Linked DNA regions of Sus scrofa: region 2 is linked to region 1. The links are chromatin contacts, called in public Hi-C maps. All regions are on one chromosome and are shown on one strand. The core of a region is the stretch at or near the end of the contact, and the rest is flanking DNA. Distances in the headings are between cores, read along the strand shown.

Evidence for each region. A called contact is a pair of places that touch in the nucleus more often than the background predicts.
Region 2: a Hi-C map of liver shows a contact between it and region 1, with 2.1 times the contacts expected there. The contact joins the enhancer-like site here to the promoter of C9 in region 1. A contact is called at or near these places in 1 of 5 promoter capture datasets (liver) and 1 of 47 Hi-C or Micro-C datasets (liver).

Annotation. Positions count from the first base shown.
Region 1 is chr16:24,573,294-24,579,042 of Sscrofa11.1, forward strand. It overlaps C9 (complement C9), which reads right to left and starts at 2,646. Exons shown (of 12, transcript NM_001097448.1): 1 at 2,483-2,646. The coding sequence starts at 2,559.
Region 2 is chr16:25,076,178-25,081,926 of Sscrofa11.1, forward strand. No RefSeq gene overlaps it. Among named protein-coding and RNA genes, the nearest start is that of DAB2, 300 kb to the left of the region's middle. Within about 2 kb of position 2,499, at least 2 of the 83 cell types and tissues checked have an H3K27ac peak or open chromatin away from gene starts, as enhancers often do. A contact at or near this core is called in liver, where this site is marked.

The DNA of each region.
Region 1 (5,749 bases), core at 1,396-3,895:
ATTATTTTAAAGCATACTTCACATTTACAGAGTTCTTACAGCATAGCAGGCACGGATGAAATACATTCCACATAAAATAATTCACAAAATATCTTATTAGGTAGGTGCTATCATTGCTATTGCTATGGGCTGAATTGTGTCTCGTCAAGTGTCTCGTCAAAAAGATATGTTGACATTCTAACCCCTGTACCTCAGAACGTGACCTTATTTGGAAGCAGGGTCTTCACAGAGGTCATCTAATGAAGATGAGGTCATTAGGATGGACCTTAATCCATGATTGATGTCCTTCAGAAAAGGGGAAATCTGGAGCCAGCCAGATATGCACAGAGAGGAGATGGTGTGAAGGTGGCCACGTGATAACAGAGGCAGAGATGGAAATGATGTGGCTGCAGCCAAGGAATGTGAAAGATTGCTGGCCACTGCCAGAAACTAGGAAGGTCCCTACCCAGAGTATCAGAGGGGGCACGGCCCTGCTGACACCTTGATTTCAGCCATGGAACCTCCAGAACTGTGAGACGATAAATTTCTGTTCTTTGAAGCCACCCAGTTTGTGGTACTAGGAAGTGACTACAATCCTTGTCTTACAGATGAAGGAACCAAGAAACAGGGAGGTTGAGTAAGAGTTCGGAGAGACTGTCCAGACTTACATGGTTGATAAGCAAGTGATGGCACCTCAGCTTGAGCTTGGAAAGTCTAGCTCCAAAGGGATGCTCCAGTTTGACCAAATTTGTATTTTATTTATTATTATTATTATTATTATTATTTGGGATGAGCCTGTGGCATGTGGAGGTTCCTGAGCCAGGAATCAAAGCTGTGCTGCAGCAGCCACCCAAGCTGTGACAAGCAGTGACAAGCTGTGACAGCACTGGATCCTTAACCTGCTGCACCACAACGGAACTCCTCATTTTTGTATTTTCAAATCTTTCGCAAATTTTAGTTCCTTGGCTGAACTTTATGTCTCATTTCATGATGGGTTTGAACACTCTGACCGCAGCTCTATATCAAAGGGCAGAGCACAGAGTGTTCTGAGCAGGGCACCCCTACCAGACTCTCAAGGGCATGACAGTGGGAGTGATTGAAGCCAAATCCAAGCCAGTGGTGCAGCTGCTCAGAGCTGGGGGGGCCAGCCGAGGGGGCTTTCTACCCCTCCCAGGGACAGCTGAGCATGGCCAGGACCCAGGGGGTCCAAATTTCAAAGCAGTGGAAGCCTTCCCCATGGCCTCTCATTTTTGATCAGCAGGAGTCACAACCCAGGAATGTGGGTTGTCGAAATTATTTTTTTAACTTAAGAAAGGGTCAGGGTGAGTACAAGAGGGCGAAAGCAACTTTCAGTAACTGGCTTCCCGAGTCCTCTTTGTACCTGATGCCCAGTAAATGCAGTACTTCCTGAATGCAGCAATACTTCTCAGATAAGGTGGCAAGAGGGAGAGCCAGGGTGAAGGAAAGCCTGGCAGAGTGCTTCAGTCAATCCCTGGTCCTGTAGTATCTCTGTGTGTCTCCTTCTGGAAGACACAGCCCAGTGAGCAAACCATGTGCCTAGCAGGGCCCGATGGCAGTTTCCACTGCAGCCAAGAGGCAGGCGAAGATGGGCTTGCGATGGACATCAGGGTCCAAAACAGAGTTTGGTGAAACCAAGCGTCAAATGACAAAGGCAAGTTGAATAGAGGTCACTGTCACATCAGACAGAGGGACGGTGTTTGGGTAGATAATTTCGCCCAGCTATTGTCACAGCCCAGAATGTTTCAGTGCTGGCACTCGTATCGGATGACACAGGTCTGTGTGTTCTCCGGCCATCCTGGGCACAGCATAGTCGGTCTGTGAGCACATGTTGTCTGGCTGGTTTATTTCTTGGATGGGCTTGGTGTGGGCTTCATGTTCCCGATTAGGATCAGAGCAAGAGGAGAGCATTTTGCTGGAAGCCCAGCCGACAGGTCTGCACCGTGGGTGATGGGGATTCTTCTCGAACGGAGGAAACCCACCCTCAACCTAAGGGCAAAGTGTGTGCCTCTGGACACAACTTGGAATGTCGAGGTGGAGAAGCAAAATGAGCCACCTTCACCTCACGTGGGGGACAAAGGAGGGTGCAGCCAATAACTAAAGAGTGTTAGGAAGGCTGAGGGAGGGAAAGTTCATTTCCTGAAACTTAAGACTCCTCAGGCCTGAGACACTGATAAACCCAGGTTTATTACACGCTCATAAGAACCGGCTTTGTTTCATATGTCCAGTATTTAAAGAATATCTCGGTCTTAACATCTGAACACCTTGTTTAAAAGAAATCCCTGGAAACAAACAGTGGCAGTTTTCCCGAGAAAGCTCTGAAAGACACACCTGGGCTTTTTCTCCCCCTTTTGCAAAGTTTAAATTCTGGGGCTAGATATCTCATTGTGGGTGGAAGTGTCCTACCTGCTTTGCTGCTAAACAGCCGACCTTGCAATACCAAAGCCCTGGGGAAATTCTAGAGGCGAAGAGAAAAGCGACTCACCTGGGTGTGGGCCCGGCGCTCAGAATGCTTATTTCTAAAATGCATACTGCAAAGGTGAACCTCCGGCGGACCCGCATCTGCTCTAGTGAGGCAACTCCAAGCGGAATGGCAGTCAGTGCCTGGAAGACATTTATCTGCCAAGGACTGGGGCACCACAATTGTTTGTCTTTGCTCAAGACTTCTGTCGAATTGGGCTTCCTGGGTGCCAAAGTCCAGTCAGAGGAGAGTCATTTCGTAATTTGGGGCCTACTGTTTGAGCCAGGAATATATTTATCAGTTGCATATTCGGGCAAGGAGCCTGTGAGGGCTAAATGGCTTAGAGGAGCAGCCATGCTGTATTGAAAAGAAAACCACAACAAACACACACATAGAAAACGCCAGGGCTCCTCATTTTGGGAGACTGTGGGAGGGATGATAAAGGACTCTGTAATTTTGGCATAAAAAGGTCTGTGGGTGATTCTCAGAGAGGCATGAACTCAAAATTAGCAGAAGAATGGCACTGGCTGGAAACAAAGACACTGGCATAGATGTTCCAATCTGGGGATGAGCCGTGTGGGTTGCTTCCACATGACCACATAAAATGCATTTACAAACCCGGCTTTTTTTCAGGTCATTTTGAAGGATTCGGCATTGCCATGAGCTGCAGCGTAGATCACAGATTCAGCTCAGATTCGGGGTTCCTGTGGTGTAGGCTGCAGCTGCAGCTCCCATTTGACCCCTAGCCCAGGAACTTCCATATGCTGCTGGTGTGGCCGTAAAAAGAAAATGAATAAATAAGTATACATTAAAAATAAACATTAAAAAAACAGGGGGCAAGAAAGGTTGATGAGAGTAGATAACTGTCATGCCAGGTAGGACCTTGGAAAAGATGCAAAAGGTAGGCAGTGTTGGAAAAATTAGCTCTATATCTATTATCTATATGTGCTAATGTTGGAAACATGCCTTTTTCTAAATTAACAAATACTTATGAGGTCCCCTTCAGTGTCAGCAGGTTTTTAAAAATAATATATCACATCTCCTGAGTTTTTTCCCATAGTGGTCATTGGAAATCTCAACCCTGGCCACACACATTCAAGTATGGGTCATTCAAGACCCAGCAAGCTTTCAAAAATGCTGAAGCAGGTCTGGGCCCAGATCAATTATTAGTACCAAACTGGGAGTAGCCAGACATCAACGTTTTTTCACAAGCCCCTAAGTCATTCAGTTGTGCAACCATAGAGTGAGGTCAGGGATCGAACCTGCATCCTCAAGGACACTATGTGGTGTTCTTAACCCACTGAGCAACAATGGGAACTCCATCCCCCTTTTTTTTCAATGCAGAGCTAGTGCTCTCTAACGGGACTAATCTCACCAGTTCCTGAGTTTGCTGTGTAGACAATTTATATGGTCGGCACGTAGGCCGTGCAGAATTGCCAGGTAATAAAGTGGTTGGAATGTGTGTGGTCTATGGCCATATCACCCTGAAAGTGCCTGAGCTCATCTGGGATGTGCGTGGTGACCCCTGTAACTACAGTGGATGAATAAATCTATGCCCAAAGGACACTGCTTGGGAATCTTTGCTAATGGCCAGAGGGCTGTATCCAGATGTAGTACAAATCTGTCAGATACAGGGGAACAATTCTAAGGACTCTTACACGGGCTCTCTGAACCCTGCCAGGATCTATATGGAAGCAGGCAGGGAAGAACGATGTTTTATGCTAATCAGACAATGTTAATTGATTAGACTTTGTGATAACTGACTCAATAATTAGACGGGACTAGAGATTGAAAAATCACCTCTCTCCTTTGAGACTGACTCCCTGGAGAGGGGACAAAGGAGGACAGGATTTCTTAGTTGACTGATTTGAATCCTAGCTTGCTCTGTAGAAGCTATATGTATTCCCCCCCACCCCCCGGTTCTGGCTAAATGTAATACAGCAAAGTAATGGGAGTGGTAAAGTGTAATAATAATATGTTATAATAATTATTACTATAAAATACATCTGGTGTTCCTTAGTGGCCTAGTAGCTGGGGATCTGACATTGTCACTGCTGTGGCGTGGGTCACTGCTGTAGCTTGGGTTCAATCCCTGGCCCAAAAATATCTGCATGTTGTGGGCATGGCCAAAATATATATATATATATATATATATATATATATATATATATAAAATATAGTATGTCTTACATTTTTTAGTGTTTTTAACTCTTCTTTGCCCTTAGCATCTATCACATATCACACGTGTTTTGACAGGAGGTTTAGGTTTCTGTTTGTATCTCTGGGAAATGAAGCATTATGATACATTAGACTAGAAAAGTGGGAATAATAACTTTTTAAAAATTTGCGTAACACTTAACGGTTCCCAAAGGACGTAAATGTTTATCAGACTTCTATAATGTACCAGGGTATATATGTGTCATCTCAAGATAACGCATGTTACAGATGAGGAAACTGAGGTGCACAGAGATGACATTTATCCAGCATCATCCATGCCCAGTGTGAGTAGCTGGAATTTGAAGTTGGTGTAGCTCAGTTCCTCCTAGCACACCATCAGTTCTACTCTTAATATTCTAATTATGTCATGTGAAACTACATGAAACTATAACATTCCTCACTAAATCATCTCAACTCCACAAAAGGTAAATTTCAGTCTAGTCTTACAGATGAAGCTCAGAGAAACACAGCCAAGGCTACATGTCAAGAAGGAGCTGAGGTGGGATTTGAAGAAATCTTGTTTTCAAATGCTAATTCCAGGGTTTTCCACTCTGCTTGGGGTTCTCAAAATTTTTACCACTCAGGTGAAAGTTTTCAGCTTTTAAAATGAAAAAAAAAAGAAAAAGAAAAAAAAATCCTGTCGGTTTCAATTTGCTTGGGAACTTTGTGGGGCTAAATTACAATTATTGCACAATAATAGTTTTCCTCATTTTTAAGGCAGACACATGTACACGTGTGTATTGGAACATGTGACCATCAGGCAGAAACATTGAATTTTTACTGAGGTGATATAAATGTGTTGAGCAAAATTTCCATCTGGCTCTTTTAAAGTGATAGAAACAGTTTTCTGAAAGTTTATTATGGGTAATTTCAAGGACCCTCTCTTTAGTGTCCAGGAATTTCAAGCTGGGAATTGTTGTCTGATTTAATATCTGCTTCTGAGTCCCAAAAGATCCTCGGGTCTTCAAATGCCAGACAACACGTGTACTCACTGCAGGTCATTAAAATCACTGAACAGGGAGAACTTGGAATTGACCCTCATTGCAGATCCCTTAGTTCTAGATGTGTCTTCCT
Region 2 (5,749 bases), core at 1,249-3,748, 500 kb after region 1:
AAACATATAGTACTGAAAGAGTAAGAAAACTTTTTTTGTGTAATATTAAACTAACCTTTAAAGATTTCTAAATTTAGTTCTTATGTATCCGTAAATAAAGACACAGTTTGGAGTTCCTGTTCTTGTTTAGCGGGTTAAGAACCCTGTTCGTATTCATGAGGATGCAGGTTTGATCCCTGGCCTAGCTCAGTGGGTTAAAGGATCAGGTGTTGCCATGGCTGTGGTGTAGGCTAGCAGCTGTAACCACAATTCAACTCCTAGCCTGGGAACTTCCACACGCCATGGGTGTGGCCCTAAAAAAACCCCAAAAAACCAAACCAAACAAAAATACACAGTTTAACATATTTTAGTTGAATTATTTTCAACTAAAATTTTTTCACTAAAAGAAGCCAATGATGTAACTGAAATTAATGCTTTATTATATCAATAGTAAACGTGGCATAAGGACATGAACATTATTAGAGCAAGATACTTCTGTCATCTATTCAGAAAATATTTAAGAATAGAGGGGCCTTGCATTCAGACAAAACTATGCTCCCCAAAACCCAAATACTTGGGTGAACATGGACAGGCTTCTTAATCTTTCTGATGCTCAGTTAATTTATCAGTTATAAGGAGAAATAACATCTATCTTGCATGGCTGTGGGATAAAAATTTGAAGTAAGATTTGTAAAGAGCTTGGCACTTATAAAGCATTCAATAAATGGAAGCAAGTACTATTTTTTTAATTAACAACACACACAGGGACTAAATAACACCAGTGAATACATGGGGCATGGGTCTAATCTCAACATTCATGTACTCAGTAGACTACAGAGAGAGAAAGGATGAGAATTAAATGCAAAGTGAACCAACAGCATACAAATAACTCCCAATTTATCTCAAATATAGAAAAAGTACATAATTTGCAGAAAAAGTACTTAATGCAGAAAGAGTAAATATACTCTATAATAAAATACTTTGCTGTCATCCTTTTTCTTAAATCCTCAGCTCAGATGGCTTGGCAAATGTGGTTTCAGATCACAATTTTTTTTAAAGTCAGATTTGAACCCATGGGAACTGAATCAGCAGAGTTATAAACCTTTTCAAAATGGGTTTTTAAATAAAATTTTTGACAGAATTTTGCTTATGGTCATATAACCAGATGTCCTTGCAACTGGCTCTCAGACATTCTTCTACCTCATAAACAATCTCTAGTTCTTGTCACAGAGACTTTTTTCTCAATTATTTTTGCTGATGTTTTCTTTCCCAAAGGATTATTGAAAGAATTTTAGCAAACCCTCTTAAGCAGTATTTGGAGGCAGGCAATTTTCACTAGCTTCATTATGAACAAGAGATATAAATCAACTTGATAAATACTCTCTTGGGCAAAGATGAGGGCCAATGGAAGGGTTAACACATATTGAATCTATAATGAAAAGAAGGGTTTTATAGGACAGAGCTGTTAATATTTTAAGATGAAAAGTACATTAACTGTCTAATGGTATCAGAAATCAGAAATGTGTCTTCATCTCTGTAACTTATTGTGTGTTTTCAAAATTGCCAGATGTGAATTTTATGCTTTCAAAAATGATTAATACTAGAGCTTTGGCTTTTTTATTAATCTGATCTGTTTTGTATATCAATGTGTTGTGTAAGTATAGAGAATCTCACTGAGGATTCAGCAGCATGGAAGTTAATTAGAGGAAGCCTCAGATGGCACAGATGTTCCTATGAGAGCCTGGAAGTTTTTTCCTCTTAATATAATCATAGAACAGTGTGGATGCTCTGATCAGGAATATGGTGATAAGATTCCAGTTATAACCAGATGTTCTCATATAAGCAAAATATGGTTCACGATAAGATTGAAAACATTCAAATATTAAAAGTTATGCTTAGATGAAGTGATATAGTGATTGGAGCTGAGGGAAGTAGAAATAACTGAAGATGGAATATCAGCCACTTTCATGCTGTGTAATGATTACATGGGATTTACCACACTATTCCATTTTGGTGTAGGTGTGGAATGTTCCTTACCATGAAAGTTTTTAATATGATTTTTGGAATGTCTTTGATAACAGTAAAATGCATTTATTATATGGTAAACAAAAATACAAAGCAGAGCACAAAATGGTAAATGCAATATAAATTTGATGTAGGAAACACAGGAAAGACAAAACAGTTCAGGATATAAATAATAACTGACTTTTGAATGTGAACTGCTATGATTTTTCTCTGTATAATTAGTTCTAAATTTTATAAAGTTAATCCTAACGAGTATAAGATATAATTGAAAGCACTGAGAAATTGTTATTACTCATAAGAAAGAACTGGAAGAGAGTATCCACATGCTGACATGAAAAAGTTAATATTTAAAAAAAAAATACAAAGCAGAAACTTCCTTAATCATGTTACTAACATACAGGAGAGTGTAAAAGACAATCTTTGTTCAAAACAGAGCTGTAGGGATCCAGGTTTAGTTTTGTGGTTTAGCCCCTGAACCCTGGATTGATTTCAGCCATTTTTAATCTTTGTGACTTTGTTCAATTTACTTAGTCCAAGCTTTCATTTCCTCACAACTGTAAACATACAATAGTACAATTACGCAATCGTCCAAACAAAAATAGAACATACCTCACTGGGTTTTAGAAAGAGAAATGAGATAACCTGGCAAAACATTTATTCCAATATATCTCAAAAAGGTTATCAAATAGTCGTAAGCATGGCTCTGACAGTGGTCCTCTGGTATTTCATTCATATAAAGTCTTTGTATTTTACATTCTTCTGATGTAAAGTTATTCAGTTTAATGTTTGCAAAGATTATTCAATGTTTACAGCATTTTTATGTGGTGAAGAGGAATACTAACCATTATTTGCAATGTAATTAATGATTAATCTATTAAACTTTGCTATATAAAATAGCTTTAATGTAGAAAAATAATTTAAGATACTGGCAACATTTTAGAAAGAATCTCTGGGGGAAAATTCTCATGCAGTTAATGTGGTAGATTAAAGATGGGTGCAAATTCTTTGCTATTTGTTCCATTAAGATGTGAGTCTAATCCCTTTCTCCTTGAATCTCAACTGGCCTTAGTGTCTTGATGACCAGTGATGCTCTGGGACTTCCAGGGCTGGATTTTAAGAAGCATTGGAATTTCTACCCATGTCTCTTAGAATATTCATTCTTGGAACCCAGACATCATGTAGTGAGAAGCCTAAACCACATGGAGAGGCCACAAAAAGGTGCTCCCATCACAGTCTCGACTCTAGTTGAGCTCCTGGCCACCATCAAATTCTAGTCATGTGAGTAGCCCTCTTGGATGTCCAAACCAATGGAGCTTTCAGATGACTCTAATCTCTGCATCTATCCGATAGCAATATAAGAGATCCCATGGGAGAACTATTCAGCCTGAGCTAATAAGTCAACCCATAGAACTATAAAAGATAAGAATTTTTTTGTTCTAAGCCATGAAAATTGGGGAAGCTATGGTTCTGGCACATAGCAATAGATAACTAGGATACTTAATTAATTAAATTTTACTATATTTTAAGGGTAAAAGCAAAGATGCTATATAACAAAGAGATTTGAAAATGCAATGGCTTAAACTAAGACATGTGTTTCTTATATAACATCCACTTGTTTTAACTAATAAGACAGCTCTTCCACAGGTCATTCAGGAACAGAAGTTCCTCCTATCTCTGTTAGGCCTAGAGTGTTGTCCACAGCTCTACGATAGAACCTGGGTCACTGCACATCTGTGTTCCTGCCTGCTGGAACAGACAAGAAGTCCACAGTTAACAGAATTGATTTTAAGTTGAAGATGATCCATAAGTTGCAAACATAAATCTACTCATATGCTTTTGACCAAAATGTAATCACAGCTGCAAAGAAGACTGAAAATGTATTTTCCAGCGGGACAGCCATGTGCCAGCTTAGAATCTGAGGATTCTATTACTTAGGAAAAAAAGAAAGGAAGAAATAAGAATAGATACCAGATACTGAGGAAGGCTAGCAATTTAACACCAGTTCTCTTAAACACTTAAAAGAACAGGTAAAACATACACAAACATGAAAACTACAAAATGCATTGCTTTTTAAAACCATCAATATGGAGTTCCCATTGTGGCACAGCAGATACAAATCCAACTAGGAACCATGAGGTTGTGGGTTTGATCCCTGGCCTCGCTCAGTGGGTTAAGGATCTGGTATTGCCGTGAGCTGTGGTGTAGGTCACAGATGCGGCTCAGATCTGGTGTTGCTGTGGCTGAGGTGTAGGCCGTGGCTACAGCTCCGACTGGACCCCTAGCCTGGGAACCTCCATATGCCATAGGTGCAGCCCTAAAAATACAAAAAGACAACAATAAAATAAAATGAAATAAAACTATCAATGCTGTGGGCTTTCTCTTCATTATTTCTACTCTTATAATTTTTAGGCTGTTTATAATAATAAAAAATATGTTCTATATTATAACAATCTTGTAGGACTTCTCCGAGCCCCCAACATATACATAATTATATTGTCTTAAACCTGTTAAGAGTATATGACTTTTATATTTTCTTAAACCCTCTAAAAGTGTGACCAAGCAGCCAATTCGTGGTCACCACACAGGATCATAGTGATGCAAACCTGAGTCTGAATCACTGTGATGAGTCTGAGTCTTGCCTTTCTTTAAAAATAGGTTTTTATTTTTTTATTTTATTTTTTCCACTGTACAGCATGGGGACCAAGTTACACATACATGTATACATTTTTTCCTCCCATTGTCATGTTGTAAGTATCTAGACATAGTTTTCAATGCTACACAGTAGGATCTCACTGTAAATCCATTTGAAGAGCAATAAAGTTTGCATCCGTTAACCCCAAGCTCCCAATCCATCCCACTCCCTCCCTCTTCTCCCCCCGGGCAGCCACAAGTCCATTCTCCAAGTTCATGATTTTCTTTTCCATGGAAAGGTTTCTTTGTGCTGTATATTGGAATACAGCACATCACTTATATCTAGAATATATATCTAGAATAATCCAGATATAAGTGATATCATATGGTGTTTGTCTTTCTCTTTCTGACTTACTTCACTCAGGATGAGAGTCTCTAGTTTCATCTATGTTGCTGCAAATGGCATTATTTTGTTCTTTTTAATGGCTGAGTAGTATTCCATTGTGTGTATATACCACATCTTCCTAATCCAGTTGTCTGTCAATGGATATTTGGGTTGTTTCTGTGTCTTGGCTATTGTGAATAGTGCTGCAATGAACATGCGGGTGCATGTGTCTTTTTCAAGGAAAGTTTTGTCCAGATATATGCCCAAGAGTGTGGGACTGCTGGGTCATATGGAAGTTCTAATAGATTTCTAAGTTAGCTCCATACTGATCTCCACAGTGGTTGTACCAGCTTACATTCCCACCAACAGTGCAGGAGGGTTCCTTTTCTCCACACCCCCTCCAGCACTCGTTAGTTGTGGACTTATTAATGATGGCCATTCTGACTGGTGTGGGGTGGTATCTCATGGTAGTTTTGATTTACATTTCTCTAATAATTAGGGATGTTAAGCATTTTTTAATGTGTTTGTTGGCCATCTGTATATACAGATATACAAAAGTAGGTTTTTAAAGTTTCAAAACCCATTCCCTCGCTATTCCATATATGGCTCCAATGCACTAGCACTATGGGAAACATTTGTATGTAATAGTATTTTAACATAAATTTTTGTCGAACAGAAGGCAACGGATTTCAATAATCAAAGTGAGGTGGGAAAAAGATGGCCATTCAG